2 separate regions of the Mus musculus genome follow, and region 2 is linked to region 1. The links are chromatin contacts, called in public Micro-C maps. All regions are on one chromosome and are shown on one strand. Each heading gives the region's core, a stretch centred on a gene start, on an enhancer-like site or on the middle of the called end of the contact. The rest is flanking DNA. Distances are from core to core; before and after follow the strand shown.

Region 1 (4,455 bases), core at 1,002-3,501:
TCACAAGAGACAGCTATATCAGGGTCCTTTCAGCAACATCTTGCTAGTGTATGCAATGGTGTCAACGTTTGGAGGCTGATTATGGGATGGATCCCCGGATATGGCAGTCTCTAGATGGTCCATCCTTTTGTCTCAGCTCCAAACTTTGTCTCTGTAACTCCTTCCATGGGTGTTTTGTTCCCAATTCTAAGAAGGGGCAAAGTGTCCACACTTAGCCCAGTAGAGTCCCATCTTTACATTTTAACTCTGTCTATATACATACATGTTGTTGTATACTGTGTACCATGTATAGATAAATGGTTCTCTAAACTGAAGAAAGTGAATCTCTTTGATATCGAGAGTAACTGAGATACCAGGTGTTGTAATACACACTTTTAGCTCCAGCATTTGGGAAGCACAGGTGGATGTCTGAGTTCCAGACTAACCTGGTCTACAGAGCCAGTTCTGGACAGCCAGGGTTACACAGAGAACCTTTGTTTCATAAAACCAAAACAAAAAAAAAAAATGTACCTGAAGTTTTCAGGTATGAAATAGGAAAACAATCATGTATTGTTTTTTGTCTTACCATAATTTTTAGTTTGCATACAAAGAACAGGTTTCACTATGTTTTCATGTGTAGTTGTGCTTTGCTCATACTCACTTCTCATCACCGCCCATGTCCCCACTCACAACTGTCATTTGTGAGCTCCACAAACACTTTCTTTTCTGTTTTCATATCAAGTTTTTTTTTAATCAAGGGTCTGCATACAAGAGAAAACATACAATATTTGTTCCTCTATTTCCTTCTCTTGTTCCCCATGTGCTTATTAAATTCTCTTAACCATGGAGCCCCAGGAGTTGTATAAAGGAGGCATATATGTTCCTAATAAAAGGCTTTGTTTCAATCCAATGTTTTTTAAACTTAATATGACTAATATGAAGCAATCAAATAATTCAACAGTGTGAAAAGCCACATTGACTCCTGGGTGTCTTGACTCGCACCTGTAAAAGCAGCACTGGGAAACTAATGCAGCTTAGTGATCAGTTTGCAACCAGACTGGGATTTTAAAATCCTGCCAAAATAATGTCTAACGTGAGTCTTGCTATGGCATCTATTTCTGCCTCTTTTGGGAAGAGAATTACCTTCTTTTGCCTAGGCTCCCATGATGGCTGTGGTCCCAGTGCTTGGCAGTGGAAACAATTACCAAGGCCATCTCTTCAGTCATCTAGTGAGTTTAAGGCCAGCCTGTGCCACAGAAGACCTTGTCTTAAAAAGCAAAGAAGCTTTGAAATAAATGAAAAACAGAATTATTTTGTGAGACCAAGACCCTGTTCGAGGTTTTTAACACTTATGTGGAGGGACAGCAGAGTCAGCACATATGCAGTTGTGTAAAGGGGGATAATTTTAATTTTTCTAATCTTTTTATTCCTACTCCTAACATATACATAGAATTATAAAGTTCCAAGCTGGGCGTGGTGGTGCATGCCTTTAATCCCAGCACTCGGGAGGCAGAGGCAGGCGGATTTCTGAGTTTGAGGCCAGCCTGGTCTACAGAGTGAGTTCCAGGACAGCCAGGACTATACAGAGAAACCCTGTCTCGAAAAACAAACAAAAAAGAATTTTAAAGTTCCTAAATGATCATCTGTCTTTTATCAACTGCATTATTAATATAAATATATCAGTTAAATAGATTTAGCTATATAGTTTAGAAACATGATGGCTAAGTTAAAATAAAATGATAAATGTGCCAATTATAAGCAATGATATCTTCATCCAAGGATAGAACTGTTTACTAGAAGCATAAACATTTTCAGCTTGATGAACTCAGAATGTAGCTTAGAGGGCTTCAGACTGAGGGTAACTGGCTCTTTAAGCTCTTACCTTTCTTACTCTCATCTCTAGCCCTCCTTCTCTCTCTCCCTAACCCCCTATCTCCACATGGCCATGGCTGGCCACTCTCTTTGTTTCTACCTTCTCTCTTTTTCCCTACCTTTCTACAATAAAGCTCTAAAACCATTAAAAAAAAAAAGATGGAGGGTAACTGTGACAGTCTATAGCTGAAGTTATTCTCTAAATAGACCTTTAAATTAAAATTCTAAACATGAAAACTTTAAACTCTGAGTTTTATGACATGGATAATTTAATTGCTATTGTATGTTTGTTTTTAAGGTTGTGTGTTAGAAGGAAATAGACTTGTGGATTTGTGGTTGCACAGCTGGAATTATCAGCCGGCTGTCTATGGTCATCTTTGGTAGCTTGAAATGAGATTGGCAATGGTTTGGAGGTATGTGGGAAGCAGGAAATGTTTGCAGCAGCTGTTGTCCGTGCTTTGTGTGGGAAATAGGGTTCTGTTGAAAAATACACAAACAAACTCCGTTAAAAATACAATTTCTCTCTATCCACTTGTTAGTACTTAGAGCAGCACAATTTTCTAAGGAAAGAAAGCAGGTAAATGCAGATTGGAAATCTAAGGGGATGTAAATTAATCTAATTAGAAACTATAATGCATATTTTATAGAAAGTCAAAAGGGGATTTATTCTGATTAGCAGTCAGAATAATGACTTTATTTGTATAAATATAGGAAAGGTGACTTTCTGCCCAAGAGTAGGAAACAGAAGTGCCCTTCCATCCTCCCTGTTGAGTCACAGCAAGAGTGTTGGCTATATTACTATCAGCTGTTTCCATTAGTAGCAACTGATATAAAAAGAAAGAACTAAATGGGCTTCTAAAGTCAGGTTGTTTCTGAAATGCTTTCTACCAAATGTTTGCTGCATTTTTTCCCTCTGATCAGATGTGATATATTTAAACTATATTCACTTTTTTAAAAAATGCTTTTATTTGTCAAATGCCTTATGAGTATATAGTCTTCAGCTATTTCAATCTAATAAAATATATACTTTAACATGTTTTTCTCATTTTCCTAGTCCCTCTTCCTCTAATGAAAACAAGACTTTTTAATAGCAGACTTTATTGACTTTAGAGTTTTTTTTCCTTTTACTTAAAAATTTGGAAGAGTTAGAGGAAGGGCTGAAGGAGCTGAAGAGAATTGCAACCCCATTGGAAGAACAACAGTGTCAGCTAACAGGGACCCCTCAGAGCTCCCAGGGACTAATCCAAAAACCAAGGAGCATTCATGGGCTGGTTCGTGGCCCTGAGCACATGTGTAGTAGAGGACTGCCTTGTATGGTCTCAGTGAGAGAGTATGCACTTAGTCCTGTGAAAACTTGAAGCCCCAGAAAAGAGGGATGCTTGTGGTGGTGAGGTGGGCAAGTGGGGGAGTACCCTATCAGAGGTGGGGGTGGAGAGCTGGAAGGTCTGTTGAAATGTAACAACTTTTGGAATGTAAATAAATAAAATAATTTAATAAAAAAAAAGAAAAAGAAAATAAGGAGCATTAATGATAAAAAAATTTCATTACAGATTTGAGTTTTTTGTTTCATTTCACTTGAATTTATGTAATTATCTCATATATTTGACTAGTGTTAATTAAACATATTACTAATTTAACTTGACATAATTCTTTCTCTCAAAAGTATTTGCCAATACAATTGCAAAGTAAGTGACATATGACATGGGAATATATTTGTCCCTGTGGGGCTCTCATTGGTCTTTGTAGAGGGTGATGGTATTATTGCTATGGTTATCTTGAAAGTTTCCCCATGAGAACAATGTTGATTTGCTTGTTGATTGTTTATATACCTGAAACTCAAGTTAAAGATACATATATAAAATATATAATATGCAGTCATCTTGTGGGTATTCATTGAGAATGAACTGTGTGTCAGGTACCGTTCAAAGCACTTATTATCAGTTAGCAACACAAAGATTCTCTCATCATGAAGCTTACATTCTAGTTGGAAAAAATAAACATAATAAGTACTTCCCATAGTATGATAGATCTTATTAAGTTTTTTAAAAAAGTAAAAGCAGCGTCAGTGTTATCTGAAAGAAGACCTCCTGTTCATCACCAGACCAAGCATAGTCCTTCAGTAGTGTCTAGTAAATATTAAGGCAAAGTGGGGATGAGATTGAAGATAGTCAGCAGCTAGCTAAATGTAAGGATAATAAGTCAGAGGTACACTGAACATTATGTTCATGACACTCAGTTCATTGTCTGAAGAGATAGGATGATCAAAAATAAATCAGATGTTACCACTTGCTCCAAACAGCCTATTACATAAGCTAATGTGGAGACACATGCCTATAAATTCCAGTACTTGAGAGGGGGAGGCAAAAAGATCAGGAGTTCAAAGCCATCCTCAGTCATTAAGTAAAGGGAGGCCAGCCTGGGCTCTTGATCTGACTAGGAGATCAGTCAGTGAAGCAGAGAAAGTGTAATCAAAGCTCATTTTGACAAAGGAAGACGAAAGACTTACACACTATGACAAGAGGTTTTCTCAGAAGATTACTTGGAAATGGAGAAGCTCCCAGTGACAGGAAGAGTTTGATACAATCTATTTGTCCCCTTGTACTT
Region 2 (4,455 bases), core at 532-3,031, 100 kb after region 1:
GCGCCAACACAAGCTCTGTCCTTTTACAGCAATCTTAAGTCACATCCCAGTTTCAGAGATGTTTAGAGAGGGGAGCAGTGAATCTATAATCAGTGAAACACATCTTAAAATAGAGTAAAATAGTACAAGGTACAATATTTGCACATCGTATTTCCTAAAATCAGATCGTAAAATATCCTCAGTGCTTTTGTCTTCTTTTGGGAGCCTGCACCATATGCCTAGCTATATCAGATCCAAACACCATTAAAAAGGAGAGACTTGTAACCATTATCTTTTATGCCACTGCACAACCAAAACATTTCCCCTTCTATCTCATGGGGCTGTCCCAGACAATAACAAAAACAACAACAACAAGGAGCAATACAACAGTCCCTCTGTACAGGCGTAGACCAGGGCCAACCACTTAGAGCCCCTAGCCACTATAGAAGCAGAGTCCACAAAATAAGATTCCCATACTTTGTGCCTGTGTCATCTTTGGCCAAGATTATTGCAGAGGTCTACTTGCTGATCTTCCTTGCTCTCTCCTCTCTACTTACCAACCATGGTTTACTAGTTGTACAACTACATTCTTTGTTTTTCTTTTCTTTTCTTTTTCTTTCTTTTTTTTTTTTTTTTTTTGGTTTGGTTTGGTTTTTGTTTTTTAGACAGTGTTCCTCTGTATAACAGCAATGGCTGTCTTGAAACTTGTTCTGTAGTCCAAGCTGGTCTGAGACTGAGAGATTTGCCTGCCTCTGCCTCCTGTGTGTGTGAGATTAAAAGGTATGTGCCAGAACCACCCAGCAGAACTACATACAGCACAAGAGCAGTCATGATCTCCAGGCTCAACTCTTGCTATCGTCTCTGGTAATTGTAGTAACAGCAACTGTACATTGTTTCCCATCTCAGTGCCTTTCTACACACCTTTGTCTACACACCTTTGTCTACACACCTTTGTCCAGCCTGCCTTTTACCCTTGCTTCTCTTCCATTCATACCACCCAGATTGCCCTCCGCCACCCCATTCTCCTTTGTCAGCCATGACTTTGGAATAGACAGCATGAAATAAATAGCTCCATTAATGTGTAACTAATGTTTTAGATGTAGTAATCATTTGTCTCTCTAAATACCTTTCTCCATTGATCTTGTATGTTATAATTCTTCAAGATGGAAATAGATAAAAGAGTCATTTGCTTTTCTGTATTCTGTTTAATGTCATTTAGTGTCAAAATTCCATCCAAGCTCTTTCCTCATCTCTGAGCTACTTCCTATCTGCCTCTTCAAGCACACACACACACACACACACACAACACACACACAGAGTCTCACTCTCACACACACACACAAACATTCACACACACAGTCACACACTCACACTTTCTCTCTCTCTGTGTCTCTGTCTCTCTCTGTCTCTCTCTCTCTCACACACACACACACACACACACACCACAAACCATTTTTGCTAGGTGCTGACCAACTAGGGAAACAAGTTCTGTTTCAGATCTCTTAGGAAATGATTTATTTTCTCTCCTTCTCCTTTCCTTCTCCTTCTCCTCCTTTCCTTCTCCTCTCCTGTTATGGTTTATGGACATGGCTTTACCTTAATTCCTTTCTTTCAAGAACTCCTAGCACTTTTTGATAAGACTTATAATATCCCAGCCAAAGCAACTCCTTGGTCTTGATCCTAAACAGTGCAGACTGCATTCTACATAGTCGCATGGTTCTGAGATGAAACTGGGCAGCTGTGTTCATGACCATGTCTAGCTGTCATCTGAAGACTGCTGCCAGATGACATCATAACGTAAACAACAGAGATTATACAACAGAACAACGCCAAGTGGAATATTAAAAGTGCATTACTCAATAGAGTGAAAGAGGCCAACCAGAGTAAAATAATTGTTAAAGTAGACAGTGCCACTTTCCAGGCGAGCACTGTCTGTGAATAATGCATTCTGTGAACTGGCATCACTAGTGAAAGGCTTGGTTCTGAAGTACTAGTCTGTTTTCTTCAAAGTGCTATCAGTTTTGCTTTGTTTTAAGAAAAAGAATGTTCTTGGCCTGTACATAGTTGGAAGTTTGCCACAACCCTATAACCTAGTACTTTAAACAAAATATGGGAGTTAGAAATTTTCAAAGTGTTTTATTTGAGGCATGTCTTAAGTTCTTAGCTACTTTTGTATTCAAATGCCTGTGCAAGCTTAATAATCTTTTAAACTGTTAAACATATGCACTTGGAATTCAGACAAGGGGGTGCACTGGGGAGGCAGAGGCAGACCTCTAAGAGTCTGAGACCAACCTGGTCTACAGAGTGAGTTCCAGGACAGCCAGGGATATGAAGAGAGACTCTTATCTCAAGAAGGAGGTGGGGGGGGGGAGAGGGAGGGAGGGAGAGAGAGAGAGAGAAAGTATGTATATATGTGTGTATACACACACACACTTCCACTGCATTCAGTGCATACATATATATTCACTGCAGAAAGAACAACACTGTCCTCCTATGACAAATTAAGCAGAAAAACTAATGACAAGAATTGCAAAATAAAATTGAATACATCTTCAAAAATTGCCACAATTTCCCTTATGAACCCATTTTACCCTTAGGGCAGGAAAACATTATTTGAAATCTCTGTGTGTGTGTGTGTGTGTGTGTGTGTGTGTGTGTGTGTGTGTGTGTGTGTGAGAGAGAGAGAGAGAGAGAGAGAGAGAGAGAGAGAGAGAGAGAGTTATAAGGAGTTTCATTTTTACATATGGCTCCAGTTATAGATAAATTAAGCTAAACCCAAAGGCAAATGCAGATGGCTCAGTGATAGGTCACTTGCTGATTGCCTGATGACCTGAGTTCTGTCTCTGGGATGCATGTAGAGAACTGAACCCTGCAAGTTGTCCTTGGTCCACATTTGTTTATATATACACCAAATAATTGATGTAAATGTTTAAAATTCTATAATTTTTCACTTAAGTGAAAAAATTATAAGTGACCACTTGATTTGAATTTCACTAGCTTCTTTGATTAGAGACCAACATTTGAAAACCAAAATATGCACATCTGCCTAATAGTGTTTGATTTGTCATTAGAGTATATGGCTGTGATGAAGGAAGGGCCTTCTGTCACCCTGCTATCTCAGTTTTCCAAGTCAATTTGGGAGATGGGGAAACATCTAGTCCCAATTTGTTTTTTGTTTTTTGTTTTTTTTTAACAAAATATAACTCCTTCTATTTTCCTACCCTTTGTCCGGGCTATAAAACATAAGGGCTAAGGAGGTAGATTGGTAAAGTTCTGACCCACAAACATAGGACCTGTGTTCAGATCCCTACCACCCACATTTAAAAAAAGAAATTGAACACAATGGCATACATCTGTAATCCCAGCACTAGGGAAGCAGAGACAGGTGAAATTTAGGAGCTTGCTGGCCTCCAGTCTAGCTCTAAGTTCAGTGAGAGACCCTTTCTCAGGAAAGAAAAGAAAAAGAAAAGAAAAGAATCAGATGGAGAGTGTGTCTCAGTCACTGTTCTGTGGACACACCATGTCCATGGCGAGTCTTACAAAAGAAGACATGTAATGGGAGGTTTGCTTAGAGTTTCAGAGGGCAAGCCTGTTAACTCACCAGGGAGTCTGCTGGCAAGATGAAGACAGAACAGTAGCCAAGAGCTACACCCTGACCACAAACAGAAAGAGATTGAGCTTGTCATGGGCTTTTGAAACCTCTAAGCCTACTCCAGTGACACACTTCCTCCAACAAGACCACACCTCCTAATCCTTCTAATGTCAAAGAGCTCTACTCCTTGATGACTAAGCATTCAAATATATAAGCCTATAGACATCATCTTTTTCAAACCACAAAAGAGAATAACTAAGGAAGACACTTGGTATCAACCTCTGACAACGTACACCTACATGAGGACACATCTGCACATATACAGACACCATACACACAGAATGTATTTATTTTTAATTAAAACAACACATTTCAGCTAGATATGGTAGCATACACCTGTAATCCCAGCATTGGGGAGTTAAAAAGGAACACTGAGTTCAAACCAACCTGGGGTACATAGAGAGACCTTACCTACCTATGTAATAAACCTATGCATTTTAAATGTCGTGGTTAAATAAATGTCTGTCTGTTACAAGATGGACTTTGTATCTCCAAACTATTTTTCCTATTTTACAGTCAATACAGAAAATAAAATACACACCTAGAATGTTGACTACACCAAAGGTCATAAATAATGGATAGTAGAATAGAAAAAATAACTAATTTCTTCCTCCTGTGTATCCTTTATGTTATAACTGTTAGAAAAAGACAGTCTGGGGTGGCACTGCACACCATCCCTATAACCCCTGACCAGGCAGTCAAGGCCATCATTGGCTACAGTATGCGTCCGGGCTGAGGGAGACCTTCCCAGACCCCTCCCCCAAATAGTGGAAGAAAGCTGTCTTTTCACACCTGTTTTCTCATCTTTAAGACCATCTTACCTT

What was found. Hi-C and Micro-C count contacts between places; a contact is called where the count stands out from the background.
Region 2: a contact with region 1 is called in a Micro-C map of muscle stem cells, with 4 times the contacts expected there. The contact joins two enhancer-like sites. A contact is called at or near these places in 3 of 484 Hi-C or Micro-C datasets (embryonic stem cells and muscle stem cells), 1 of 115 datasets of contacts at active chromatin or transcription factors (bone marrow-derived macrophages) and 2 of 9 other capture datasets (embryonic stem cells and pancreatic islet).

What each region holds. Positions count from the first base shown.
Region 1 is chr11:105,802,725-105,807,179 of GRCm38.p6, forward strand. All of the region lies in intron 7 of Tanc2 (tetratricopeptide repeat, ankyrin repeat and coiled-coil containing 2), which reads left to right. Among named protein-coding and RNA genes, the nearest start is that of Cyb561, 140 kb to the right of the region's middle. Within about 2 kb of position 2,252, at least 3 of the 459 cell types and tissues checked have an H3K27ac peak or open chromatin away from gene starts, as enhancers often do. A contact at or near this core is called in muscle stem cells, where this site is marked.
Region 2 is chr11:105,903,945-105,908,399 of GRCm38.p6, forward strand. The region is part of intron 18 of Tanc2 (tetratricopeptide repeat, ankyrin repeat and coiled-coil containing 2); the gene reads left to right. Among named protein-coding and RNA genes, the nearest start is that of Cyb561, 38 kb to the right of the region's middle. Within about 2 kb of position 1,782, at least 32 of the 459 cell types and tissues checked have an H3K27ac peak or open chromatin away from gene starts, as enhancers often do. A contact at or near this core is called in muscle stem cells, where this site is marked.